Regions from separate parts of the Mus musculus genome. Here regions 2 and 3 are each linked to region 1. The links are chromatin contacts, called in public promoter capture Hi-C maps. All regions are on one chromosome and are shown on one strand. Each heading gives the region's core, a stretch centred on a gene start, on an enhancer-like site or on the middle of the called end of the contact. The rest is flanking DNA. Distances are from core to core; before and after follow the strand shown. Region 1 holds the start of Dll3 (delta like canonical Notch ligand 3). Region 2 overlaps 4930479H17Rik (a long non-coding RNA gene). Region 3 holds the start of Upk1a (uroplakin 1A).

Region 1 (3,832 bases), core at 922-3,421:
CAGCCTGGGCTACACAGCAAGTTCAAGGCCTGTCTACATTATGTGACACCCTGTTTCAAGAAAAAGACTTAAATTTTAGGTGCAGCATAGTGGGGATAATTCCTATAATGGGCATTTTGAAGACAGTTTGGGCTACATGAGACATTGTTTCAAATACAAAATCAAGGCCAAGGAGATGGCTCAGAAGTAGAGTGTCCCAGGAATCTACTAGGGACTAGGAGCAAGGCTCAATGATGGAGTCTTGCATAGCATATGGGGAGTTCTTCTCTATTACAACAGATAAGATACAATAAATGGATTTTGGAGCCCTTTGTCTCATTTTGGGGTCAGAGATGCTCAACCTCTCTCAGGACATGGTCTTTACATTGCTACCATTAGGAATTTTGAATTATATTTATACCCAGATTGCCCACAGATCCAAAACCACTAGCCCAGCACCACATCCTAGGAGCTATGATGACATCACAAGCCCAGCAGGAATGCTCCACTTTAGAGGCAGCCCATTATCAGTCCTGAACTCAACACTGCCCCTTCCTACCCGTGAGACACCCACCTCCAGCATGCTCTCCCAGCTGCTCTCTCCAGGTTTCAATGACGAGGGAGAAGGTGCCCTGGTTGGACAGAGAAGAACGAAGAGAGGAAGCCGGTGGTCAGGGAAGCTCACTGACCTCCAGAACACAGCACGGAGTCTGGAAGCCAGCTCTGGGACTGAGCTACGGAGCATTCCCAGAAGGAGCTGCCCCGGGAGCCAGGAGCATTTTGGTCTCATTCTGGATACGCCATTGTGCCAAGTGTGTTTGCACATACCTGTAATCCCAGCGCTCAGGAGGCTGAGATAGGAGGGTTTCAAATATGAGGTTAGTTTGGGGTATCTAGCAAGACCCTGTCCAAAAGGACATACTAAGGTGTTCCCATCTACAGGTGAGGAAATAAAATATGGAAAAAGTTCCCAACAATGTCTACATTTCAAATACGGGCCCTGATTCTTTTTGAGATGTGCAGGGTACAGGGATGGGGACCAGGATTCAGTAAGTGACCTGATGTCCCAACCAAAAGAACTAAGGCTGGAAACATGAGAGATTAGGTGACCTCAAGAAAGTGCTTGAGAGGAGCCCCAGGTCCAAAGAAGAGATCTAGAATAAAGACAAAGACCCCAACTCGACTTGCTATTGCACCCCATAACTCCAGCACTTGGGAGATGGGAGTGAGTGAAGACAGGAGGATCAGGAACTCACGACCAGATTTAGCTACATAGTGAACTCAGAGACAGCCAGGCTTGTCTCTAAAAATACAAAACAAAATACAAACAATAACAACAAAACAGGATGAGAAGAGGATTCACTGGGTAAAAAACACTTACTGAAAACCTTAGTCCAACCCCCTGGGTCCCACATGGTAAATAAAGGGCAGAACTGAAATTGTCCACATATCGCTGTAAAGCGTATTCGTGAGTATAACACACACACACACACACACACACACACACACACACACACACACACACACAACCACAAAAAGATGAGAAGCCCAGTTTTAAGACATCCCTGAAGAGAATAGCGGAGGGGGTCTGGGAATGTGGGTTTCGGAGAGGAGGGGGTAGTAAAGGCTCTGGGGCACGGGATGGTGTCGGGAGCTGGGGGGGGACAGAAAGAGGTGGAGGTTGGACTCACCGGCCAAGCATCGCGGAAGGGCACACGTACGAGGCCATCAGGCAGCGGCAGGGCAGCCGCTGACTCTCCGGGGTGCTCCGTATAGACCGGGACGCTCGTGCTCAGTGCTGCGCCCAGGGCGCACAGGGACTCGGTGGCCTCCTGGGAGACTCCGGGCTTCAGGCAGACCCTGAAGAAGAGGCGGCAAGGGCCTCGGGCGTTGCAGGGGGAGCGTGGGGTCCCGAGGCCTGGGCCTGGCCCGAAAGAATGAATTTGTAGCTCGAAGACACCAGCTGGCAGTGCCTGGGACAGAGAGGGCCACAAGGTTAAGGGACCTAGGTATCTGTGTGCCCCATGAAAGTCTCTAAGACCTCCAGGTCTCGGCCCAACCCCATCTGTTCCTTTCCTTTCTGTATCTGACCTGAGGAAGAAGAAAAGCCAGGATCAGCGTCTGGGAAAGCGGAGACACCTGCAGAGAGACCATTGCTTTGGGGGACAGGATGGGGAAATAGTCTCAGGAGTCGCAGCTGCTGGATGCCGGAGTCTTATATTTGAGGGGACGCTCCGCCCCTTCAGGCCAGTCTTTTAGCTACCGGCCGAGAGGGGTCCCAGGGAAAGGGATACAGTAACTCTATGTGGGCGACTTGGTGAGGTTCATCCTGAGTGTGATTGCATGCGCCAATCTGAAAGCGGCAGGGGTTAATTTCTAAGATACTGTGCGTACTGAAGTGGGAGAACGGAAATACAGGTGCATTCCTCTCTATCATGTATGTACTTATGTGAGCTCCTGTCCGCTGTGGAGGACCCTATGAACCCATGAGTGCAGTGAATGCGTCTCCAGCCGGCTGTGTGTGAGGTTGTGTTTCGGAGCCCCACAGAGGAGGCGGTGAGGAAGAATCCTGAGTTCTTTGTGTGGACCCCTGTGTGTTTGTGGAAGACCTCTCGTGTGTATGCATGTGTGTTTCCCCTTCTTAAAACAAAGCCCCCCCTCCGCGAAGCCAGTATCGCCACCAGACGCCAGGCTAGGATCCTGGTCTTGGAGGGGCCTCCCAGCTGTATGTAAATGTCGCCATCTGCCGGGCGGCCGTGCCCCTCCCCCTTGGGCCGCAGCTGGGCCTCCCATTTGGGCTCAGGAAGGTGTGAGAGGCAAACGGACAGGAAATTAGTCTTCAGTCTTCGGGCACCAGGGCCCCACTCTCCACCCCAGATGAATGGAGCTGCTCATCCCACCCCGGGGGGCGAGGAGGTGGGATTTCGCAGGATCCAGGCAAGTAAAACAATTTAGGTGCAGGTGCCCAGGCTAGTGTGCTGAAGTCAGACGGTGAGCAAGGCTGCAGAAACAGAGGAAACCCACTCCCCACCCCCAGTAAATACTAAGTTAATACTCAGAGCTAGTAATTTTAGGGAAAATATAAGTTGCTCCTATATCCACATTTGTCTTGTAGAGGGGAGACGGCTATAGTCCCACTAAATGTTTAGTCGAAAAAGAGGCGTGGGTGGGCATGGCAGACCTGTAATCCCAGCAGTGCAGAAGCAGGACAAACAAGAGAAAGAAGCCAGCCTAGACGACATAAAGCCTTTCTCAAAACCAATACAGGAAAATACCACAAAACCCTACCACACCTGGTTTTGCTTCACCACGAGGCAAGGTGGTATTTCCAGAGCTCTGAATCACAAATAAAGCAGACTTTAAGGGATTTCTGAAAGTCTTAGCTGTTTAGGACTTTGTTACGCACAGAAACAGAGCCCCTGCTAAGGCCTGGGGTGTGAGGAGGATCCTGGAGCAAACACATTGTGAACAGCAAAGGCTGAGGCCCTGGGACGATCATGCCTGCCCGACCAGCCATCCCAGGAGCTTTTCCTCTCACTGTAGACTCTGCTGGCACACACCTTCCAAAGAGGCGCTCCAGATCATTCCATCCGGTCTAAAACAGCATCTTCCAGCTGGTGAGATGACTTAGGCAGGGCACTTTCTGCCAAGCCTGTTTTCACCCGTGGATCCACATGGCCAGGAACTACCCCCACCACTCTTCTCTTACCGGATGCCCATGCCTACTCTGCCCCCAGACATATAAAAATATAAAACAAACAAACACCTCTAAGGCCCCAAACCACTGCTTCTCTCCTCAGTTCTCTTTCCTGTGAACACTCCTTATGCCTGTTAGGTTAGCACTCCGGCTGAG
Region 2 (3,918 bases), core at 1,226-3,725, 2.0 Mb after region 1:
TGACTTAAGATATGTTGTCTTAGCCAGGCAGAGGTTGTTCATGCCTTTAATCCCAGAAGGATCTCTGTGAGTCTGAGGCCATCCTGCCTACAGAGACAGCTCTGGGAGAGCTAGGGCTACACAGAGAAACCCTGTCTAAAAAAAATATAGTATAAAATTTCACTTAAAAGTGGTGATCATCTGCTTCCTCTGTAAAGGTGGAGAACACCACCAACTCACCATATATTTGTGGAATTCTTTAAGAGGAGAAGCCAGTGTGGTGGACACCCTTAATCCCAACACCGAAGAGCCAGAGTCCAGCAGACCTCTGTGAGTTCAAGGCCAGTGTGGTCCACAAAGCAAGGTCCAGAGCTACATAATGAGACCCTGTTTAGAACAAATATCTACTGTACTGTAGGCGTTGTTACTGTGGTCTGGAACTCAGTATATAGCCCAGGCTGCTTTAAGCTTAGAACAATCCTCCTGCCTCACCTCCTAAGTACTAGGATATAATCATGGATCACTGTACTGGGTTCTCCTTTTTAAAATGCTACCAATACATGGTGTGTTGGTGTGTTCTCCACTGTTACAGAGGAGGAAGTGGAAGGTCAGAGAGGGGAAGTGACTTATGAGAGCTCATCTAGTTTGGGTCAGGGTTCCAAGCTTGCTCCCCACTCCAGAGTACAGCTCGAAGATAATAATAGTTAGTAGTAGTAGTAGTAGTAGTAGTAGTAGTAGTAGTAATAATAATAATAATAATGGCAGTGGTGGTACATGCTTTTAATTCCAGCACTAGGGAGGCAGAGGCAGGTGGATCTCTGAATACGAGGCAAGTCTGGTCTACAGAGTAAGTTCTAAGACAGCCAGAGCCACACAGAGAAACCTGTCTCCAAAAATCAAATAAATAAATGAATAAATATAAATATTTTAAAATAATAAAAGTAGATACTTCGAGCCGGGTGGTGGTGGCGTACGCCTTTAATCCCAGCACTTGGGAGGCAGAGGCAGGCGGATTTCTGAGTTCGAGGCTGGCCTGGTCTACAAAGTGAGTTCCAGGACAGCCAGGGCTACACAGAGAAACCCTGTCTCGAAAAACCAACAACAACAACAACAACAAAAAAGTAGATACTTTGGTCCCAGAATTTGTGAGACAGGAAAATTTCTGTCTTCGTTGCTGAGAAACTATAGATTCTTTCCGAACACACTTTCACGTTTCTTTCATCACCATGGTTGAGAAAGAGCTCCTTAATTCCAAGGTTACCTGACAATCTCAAGCGGAGAAGCTGCGGCTATTCTGTTCAGCACCATGGCCAGCGCCCGACCGCATTTAGAGTCTGCGCAAAGCTTTGTGCTGCTTAGGCAAAGCGGCTCCTTTCCAATAGCCCCGGAGAATTTTGGTTACAAGCAGCCACCTGCTCTGAGTGTGGCTCTGGGCAATGATTTAGCGCCTTCGACCTCCAATTGGTTTCTCTATAAAACTGGGATAATAAAAAGACCTGCCTCCAGGTTGACTGTGAGGAATATATTACATAATGTGCATGCATACATTATATATAAAAGCACTTACCACTTAGCCCATAAAGCCTCACCTATTTATAGGCCTGTGACGCAGCAGTACCAAGGTGTGCACACACCACCATCACCACGCCCAGCCACTACTGCTGCCAAAGAGGTGGTCCAAAGCTTGCAGACCTGCCCAGCAAAAGGCAACTCGTAGGTGCCAAGGCTCTCCTGCTCAGTGGGTCCCGGGGACTCGAACTTAGGTCGTCAGGCTTAGCAACCAGTGAGATGAAGAGCCATCTCACCGGCTCTAATTTTAAATTTAATTCACCTACTTGATTTTGAGACAGGATGTTATGCTTGTCTCGCACATCACTATGAACTTCTGTGTGTCTGCTTCCACTTCCAGAGTGCTGAGAGAATAGGCAAGTACTGGGGATCAAACCCAGGGCTTTGTACATCCTAGGCAAGCACTCTATCAACTGGGTGCGCCCCACCTCCAGTCCCTCATGTAGGACTTATAAATCACTGTCAGGACTCTGGCGCTGCTGGCAGGCGGGGTGATTGCACTGGGGGATTTTGAGTAGAGAAGGGACATGATTCGAATTTTAAAAACGGTCTCGGGGCGGCTTCATGAGGAATAGAATGTAGTTTTGTAATTTTTCCCGACCCTGATCCTCAACAGGTCTTCTCGCTTCTCCAGGCCCTGGCGGTCCCTGCCACCCTTGAGCAGCAGTAGTTGGTACCCTTGTGTCTTGCTTGCTGACAAGAATGTCCAATCATCAGTGCCACCGGATGAATGGCATATCATGGGAACTTGATTGGTCACCCGCATTCTGCTCTACACCTGCCGTTCCTGGAAGGAAGGGTTCAAGATGTAAGAATACTGACAGGCAGGTTATGTGCAGCAGGAGGCCCATTACCCCAGAAAGCTGACTGCGAGTCGCCCGGCCGTAGCCGCGGCATCACCGCGAGCGCCCAGCAGGTGGCGCCGCGGCGTTGGGTCCAGGCAGGCTCGCCCACGTGGATTCCTCAGCAGCCCTCGGGCACTGGGCGCCGGCTCATTGGTACTGACAGTAGCACCACCATCGGGGCCCTTCGGGCGGTGGCAACACACACACACAGCCGGAAGTCGGGTTTCTCAGCGCCCCCGTTTTCCAAGAAAGCTGTGATTAAGCGGCGGCCCTAGAAACCCACAAACGCAGCTGTTGAGTCTGAGTGAACCCGGAGCGCAGAGGAGGGAACCAGAATAGTTGGGTAAATTGGGAGGCCATTCCGCCAGGTTTGAATCCCCACTGTCTTTTTCAAGCCATGGGAACTTGAACCATACACCTAACTTCTGTGGGCTCTGGTTCCCTCATCTCAAAAAGCTGCTACACACACACACACACACACACACACACACACTTCACAGAGCTGGGAGAGATGGCTTACTTTTTCTGGTCTGCCTGCCTTATTATGCTTCCAGAACCAGTTTGTCGTATCTACTGGCACAGTCTGTCAATAGATCTTGTCCTAACCAGCCAGAATCGCGTCCAAAGAAATTCCACTTTCACTGAGCCATGTCAGGCAGCCTTTCCACCCTTGGCTCTGAGGTCACCAGCCATCGTCTTTGTACATCCACATGTCTGTGGGAAATCCAGAGCATCAAGGTGTTCGAGCAGGTATGAAGGCAGCGATGACCGAGTATTAGAGGGCCTCTTGACCCTCTTCCCTGTGGGCACACTCCCAGAAATGGATAGGATAGGTAGGCTGGGGCTCTTGCCTATCGGGACCCAGGGGGAGCTGTGTATACTACAAGTCACTTGTGTACCATCTTTAAGCTTGGTCCTGGCCCTCATCACGCTCCCTGAAGCAGCAAGGGATGTGTGGCTCCAGTCTGACCTGTTACCATCAGGTTGGAATTGTGGGGTTAGAGACTAGAGGCAGATGGCGGAAGAGGGGGGGAAGAGGGATTGGTTGAGGAGGTGAGACATGTTGGAGATGAACAGGCACATGACGAGGGAATGTTGAGGAATTACAAGGAGGAGGGAGAGGAGGAAGAGGAGGATGTGAGGGAAGGGCAGAGAGGGACGAGTGGGGAGAGAGTCAGGAAGGAAGGGAAGGAGACTTGGTGGGGAAGGAGAGAAGGAGAGAGCTTATTTGAGAGACATTAGGACTAGAAAAGGGTCTTTGAGTATAGAGAACTGGTTTGATCGTGTTTGGAGGGAGCAGAGGCTCTATATTCCTGTAAACAGAAGAATGGGGCAAAGCGGTCAAGTGAGGAAGCCGACACCGGAAGAACATTCTAGAACAGAGGAACAGCCTCCATAGCCTGCTGAGGAGGAAGAAGCTTTTGGCTAGAAGTTCTGAGGCCCTAGGAAGGGTCGCAGTGGGAAGCCTGGGTTCCGAGGAAGGGAGTAGAGATCGCTGCTGCGTCTGAAAGAGGACCTGGAGACT
Region 3 (4,011 bases), core at 1,063-3,562, 2.3 Mb after region 1:
TTGCTTAAAGAACTATCAGGAAGACTGAGGGATGTCTCGCAGTTGGTACAGACTGCTTCTCTAGCATGCAGAAAGCCCCATGCTCAATTCCCAGTCTTGTATGAACTGGGCCAGCTGGTGCACACCTGTGAGCCCAGCACTTGGGACGTAGAGGCAGGAGGATCTAAAATTCAAGGATATTCTTAACAATATAGGGAGTTGGAGGTTAGATTAGACTACATGAGAGACCTTCTCTCAAAAATAACAAAAACAAGCCAGGTAGGGTGGGGCACACCTTTAGTTCCAGCATTCCAGAGGCAGAGGCAGATGGTCTCTGTGAGAGCCTGTTCTACAAAGCAAGTCCAGGACAGCCAGGGACAGTTACACTGAGAAACCCTGTCTCGAAAAACAAACAAACAGCTGGACAGTGGTGTCGCATGCCTTTAATCCCAGCACTTGGGAGGCAGAGGCAGGTGGATTTCTGAGTTTGATGCCAGTCTGGTCTATAGAGTGAGTTCCAGGACAGCCAGGGCTACACAGAGAAACCCTGACTTGAAAAACAAAACAAAACAAAACCAAAACAAAAAAAAAAACCAGGTTGTCATGGGGACAAAGGAATTACAAACTGTCCTCTGTAATGCCAGGCTTGATGGTACACACCTTTAATCCTAGCCCCTGGCAGGCAGAGCAGAGGTGGTGGATCTGTCCTGAAAATCAGAGATGAGGGGCTGGAGCACTGGCTGCTCTTCCAGAGATCCTGTGTTCAATTCCCAGCAACCACATGGTGGCTCACAACCATCTGTAATGGGGTCCTATGCCCTCTTCTGCTGTGTCTGAAGAGAGCAACAGTGTACTCACATACATAAGATAAATAAATCTTAAAAAAAAAATCAGAGATGAGGAAAGAAGGAGAAAAGGAAAATTTCTCTGTGGACAAGCTTTGGTTGTTGTCTTGGGTTTTTGACACAAGGTCTCATGATATAACCTAAGTTGGCCTGGACTTACTGTGTGGTCCAAGGTGATTTCAAACTTGTGGTGTGGCAGTCCTCCTGCCTCACCTCCTCAGTGCCACAGGTGTGTGCAAAGCATCCCTGTTCCTCTCTTCTCTCTCTCTCTCTCTCTCTCTCTCTCTCTCTCTCTGTCTGTCTGTCTGTCTTGCTGATGAGAAAGCCAGGGATCACAGAGGTGATACTGATGGCCTCCAGTCCCATAACTAGCAGAGCTGGGATATGAACCCAAGCCTGCCTGGCTCAGGGCAACACCCAAGCATCACATAGTTTTCCTCTTTTAAAAACCAACATCACAACATCAGCTGGACAGTGGGGGCGCACACCTTTAATCCTAGAACCCAGCGGGCAGAGGCAGAGGCAGGAGGATCTCTGAGTTCGAGGCCAACCTGGTCTACAGAGTGAGTTCCAGTACTTGATACTTGACAGATTCTCTTGACACTAATTCTCAACTTTCTCTTCTCTTTTCCCTTCTCTTCTCTTCTCTTCTCTTCTCTTCTCTTCTCTTCTCTTCTCTTCTCTTCTCTTCTCTTCTCTTCTCTTCTCTCCTCTCCTCTCCTCTCCTCTCCTCTCCTCTCCTCTCCTCTCCTCTCCTCTCCTCCCCCTCCCCCTCCCCCTCCCCCTCCCCCTTCCTCTCTCTAAACAGAACTTCACACACTATAGTTTAGATTGGCTTCAGACTCACAGCCATTATTCTCTGGCCTCAGCCTTCCAAAAGCTGCGATTACGGCTGTGTGTGTGTGTGTGTGTGTGTGTGTGTGTGTTTACCACTCTTGTCTCTCAAGCGTTTCCCCTGAGTTGTGGATGAATCTACATGATCCACAAGAAGGATTCCCAGAGAACAGGTTGCTCCCTCTGTAAGAACAGGTAGCTGGGATCCCCTTTAGGATCTGGGACTAGAGCCTGCAGCTCATAGACCTGGGATCTCAGCTGCCACCTCCCCACCACACTTTCCCGCTCCCATTATTCCGCGTCTCACCAAAATAATGATGTTGCCCACGACCAGCAGCCCCACCACCACAGGAGACCCCTTCTCTCCCTCTGTCGCTGCAGAAGCCATCTTCCTGCTGGGGACACAGAAGCAGGGCAGAAGTTAGGAGGGCAGGAGGCAGGGTCTACTTCAGACCCCATCTACCAGGAGATGCTCATGAGCTGCAGAGCCCAGGCTGGTGTCCATATGCCCAGAGTCCAACAGCTTAGCAGTGAGCCTTCTACAGAAGAAGAAAAGCCGAGCAGCCTCTAACTGCAGGGCAGCTGTTGCCCTCCCCAGCCCCTTGCCCTGTCAACCCCCAGAACACCTCCTCACCTTCTCTACAGAAGCCTCTCTGGTCAGCCCCAGCTACAGCAGCTCCCTATATATGCCCAAACCCCTCCTTGAGCCAGTCTCAGAGGAGGAGGGGGCAGGAGTTCAGCAGACTGACCATGATAGATTTTTATGAGCTCCTTGACACTCAAGTGATTTACAGACCTGAAATTCAGGATTGTGCTCCTGACTGGCCACTGGGGCAAGGTGATCTATGTACCCAGAGGCTCTAATTCCCAGGCTGCAGCCATGCCAGAGGGGTGGGGGTGGGGATGGGAAAAGTTAGCCACTTGATCTGTCCTTTCCTTAGGTGCACGGTAGGCTTTCCCGAGAGCAGGGGTCAGATCCATGACAGATCCTCGTGGGAATCCCACATTAGAAAACTGCCTTCTGTAGCTTTGGAGGCAGAGGGAGGACCAGAGAGAGACCCCACCCACACACCCACACCCACACAGCAGAGGATAATGGGGTGGGCTCAAGGCAGGGCTGTGGGAGGGAATTGAGGGCAAGGTGCAAGGCACGCTCAGAGGTGCTTGGTTATGGCTACAGTGGCAGAAGAGAATGGTGAGGGGTTTGAGATAGGTATGTATATATGAAAAAGGAGGAAGGAGTATGCTAGAAAAGGAAGGGGACATGTGGTATGGATGTGGTGGGAGAGGAACTCCTCCTCCCACCCGGGACGGCCGCGTGGACATACACACACACACACACACTCTTCAGGCTGAAGAATAGAAGGGATCTAAATTCAAGTCAGATACAGAAGTGCACGCCTGTAATTGTAATCCCGGTAGTGGGGAGGCGTAGGCAAGGAGGATTATGGGTTCGAGACCATCCTGAGCTATATAGGCAGAGAGGTGGGGTGAGGTAGTGGGAAGGAGAAACAACAACAACAACAACAACAACAACAACAACAAAAGCAAGCATATCTAGGCTTAATTCCTGCTGTCTCCTCTAGCAGCGTAACTAAGCGCACATCTGCACCGTCCAGGTCAGGAAAAGCTTCAGAGGTGTGGTGAATGGGTAGAGCCCGAGGTCTCTCGGACAGCGCCCTCTGGTGGTCGCTTAAAGCAAGAGCCCGGCCCCAGAAATTCTCCAGGGGTTTTGTTAAATTCTCTTTCCCAGTGGTGGCTTTCCTATCTATTGCAGAAGGCGGCAAAAAAAAAAAAAGGCACTTAAAATTCCCCTGCCAAGACAATGGGTTAGCTGAGCGCGTGAGATTAGGACAGGAGCATCTTGACCTCAGGGTCATGTTCAGTTTCCCTGCCTTGGTGTATGCCATTAATCCCGGCAGAGAGAGTTCGAAGCCATCCTGGCATTCATGGGGAATTCCAAGTCAGTCATAGCTACCCAATGAGACCCAGCCCTTAAAACAAAACACCAGGCATTCTTGGTAAGAAAGCACATGAGGTGTTTTCCAATGTAATTGGAAATTATCAGCTTCCTTTAGATTTAAAATACCTGTTCTCTTCCCATTTACATCTATCTAAGGGCTTCCAAGAAAATCTAAACAAAAGTTCATGGACAGAAATGAATTTTAGTTAAAATAATTTGCTAAATAATTGGGCCTTATGTTTATGTGTGTGTGTGTGTGTGCGCGCGCGCGCGCGCGCGTATAAATTTATTTTATTTTTGCAACAGTCTCTCTACACAGCCCAGGCTGTCCTAAAATTCACTCTGCAGACCAAGCTGGCCTAGAACTCACATGATGGGGGAGAACTGAAT

The links. Promoter capture Hi-C pulls out the DNA fragments that hold promoters and counts their contacts. Capture Hi-C pulls out chosen DNA fragments and counts their contacts.
Region 2: a contact with region 1 is called in a promoter capture Hi-C map of hippocampal neurons, with 6 times the contacts expected there. The contact joins the enhancer-like site here to the promoter of Dll3 in region 1. A contact is called at or near these places in 3 of 39 promoter capture datasets (hippocampal neurons and liver) and 1 of 9 other capture datasets (liver).
Region 3: a promoter capture Hi-C map of liver shows a contact between it and region 1, with 2.5 times the contacts expected there. The contact joins the promoter of Upk1a here to the promoter of Dll3 in region 1. A contact is called at or near these places in 1 of 39 promoter capture datasets (liver) and 2 of 9 other capture datasets (liver and pancreatic islet).

The regions. Positions count from the first base shown.
Region 1 is chr7:28,299,614-28,303,445 of GRCm38.p6, forward strand. Dll3 (delta like canonical Notch ligand 3) reads right to left here and starts at 2,172. Exons shown (of 9, transcript NM_007866.2): 1 at 2,071-2,172; 2 at 1,671-1,952; 3 at 554-611. The coding sequence starts at 2,133.
Region 2 is chr7:30,345,531-30,349,448 of GRCm38.p6, forward strand. 4930479H17Rik (a long non-coding RNA gene) reads right to left here. Exons shown (of 3, transcript XR_881936.2): 2 at 1,815-2,335; 3 at 1,067-1,671. Among named protein-coding and RNA genes, the nearest start is that of 4930479H17Rik, 6.5 kb to the right of the region's middle. Within about 2 kb of position 2,476, at least 29 of the 459 cell types and tissues checked have an H3K27ac peak or open chromatin away from gene starts, as enhancers often do. A contact at or near this core is called in hippocampal neurons, where this site is marked.
Region 3 is chr7:30,610,422-30,614,432 of GRCm38.p6, forward strand. Upk1a (uroplakin 1A) reads right to left here and starts at 2,313. Exons shown (of 8, transcript NM_026815.2): 1 at 2,293-2,313; 2 at 1,966-2,053. The coding sequence starts at 2,046.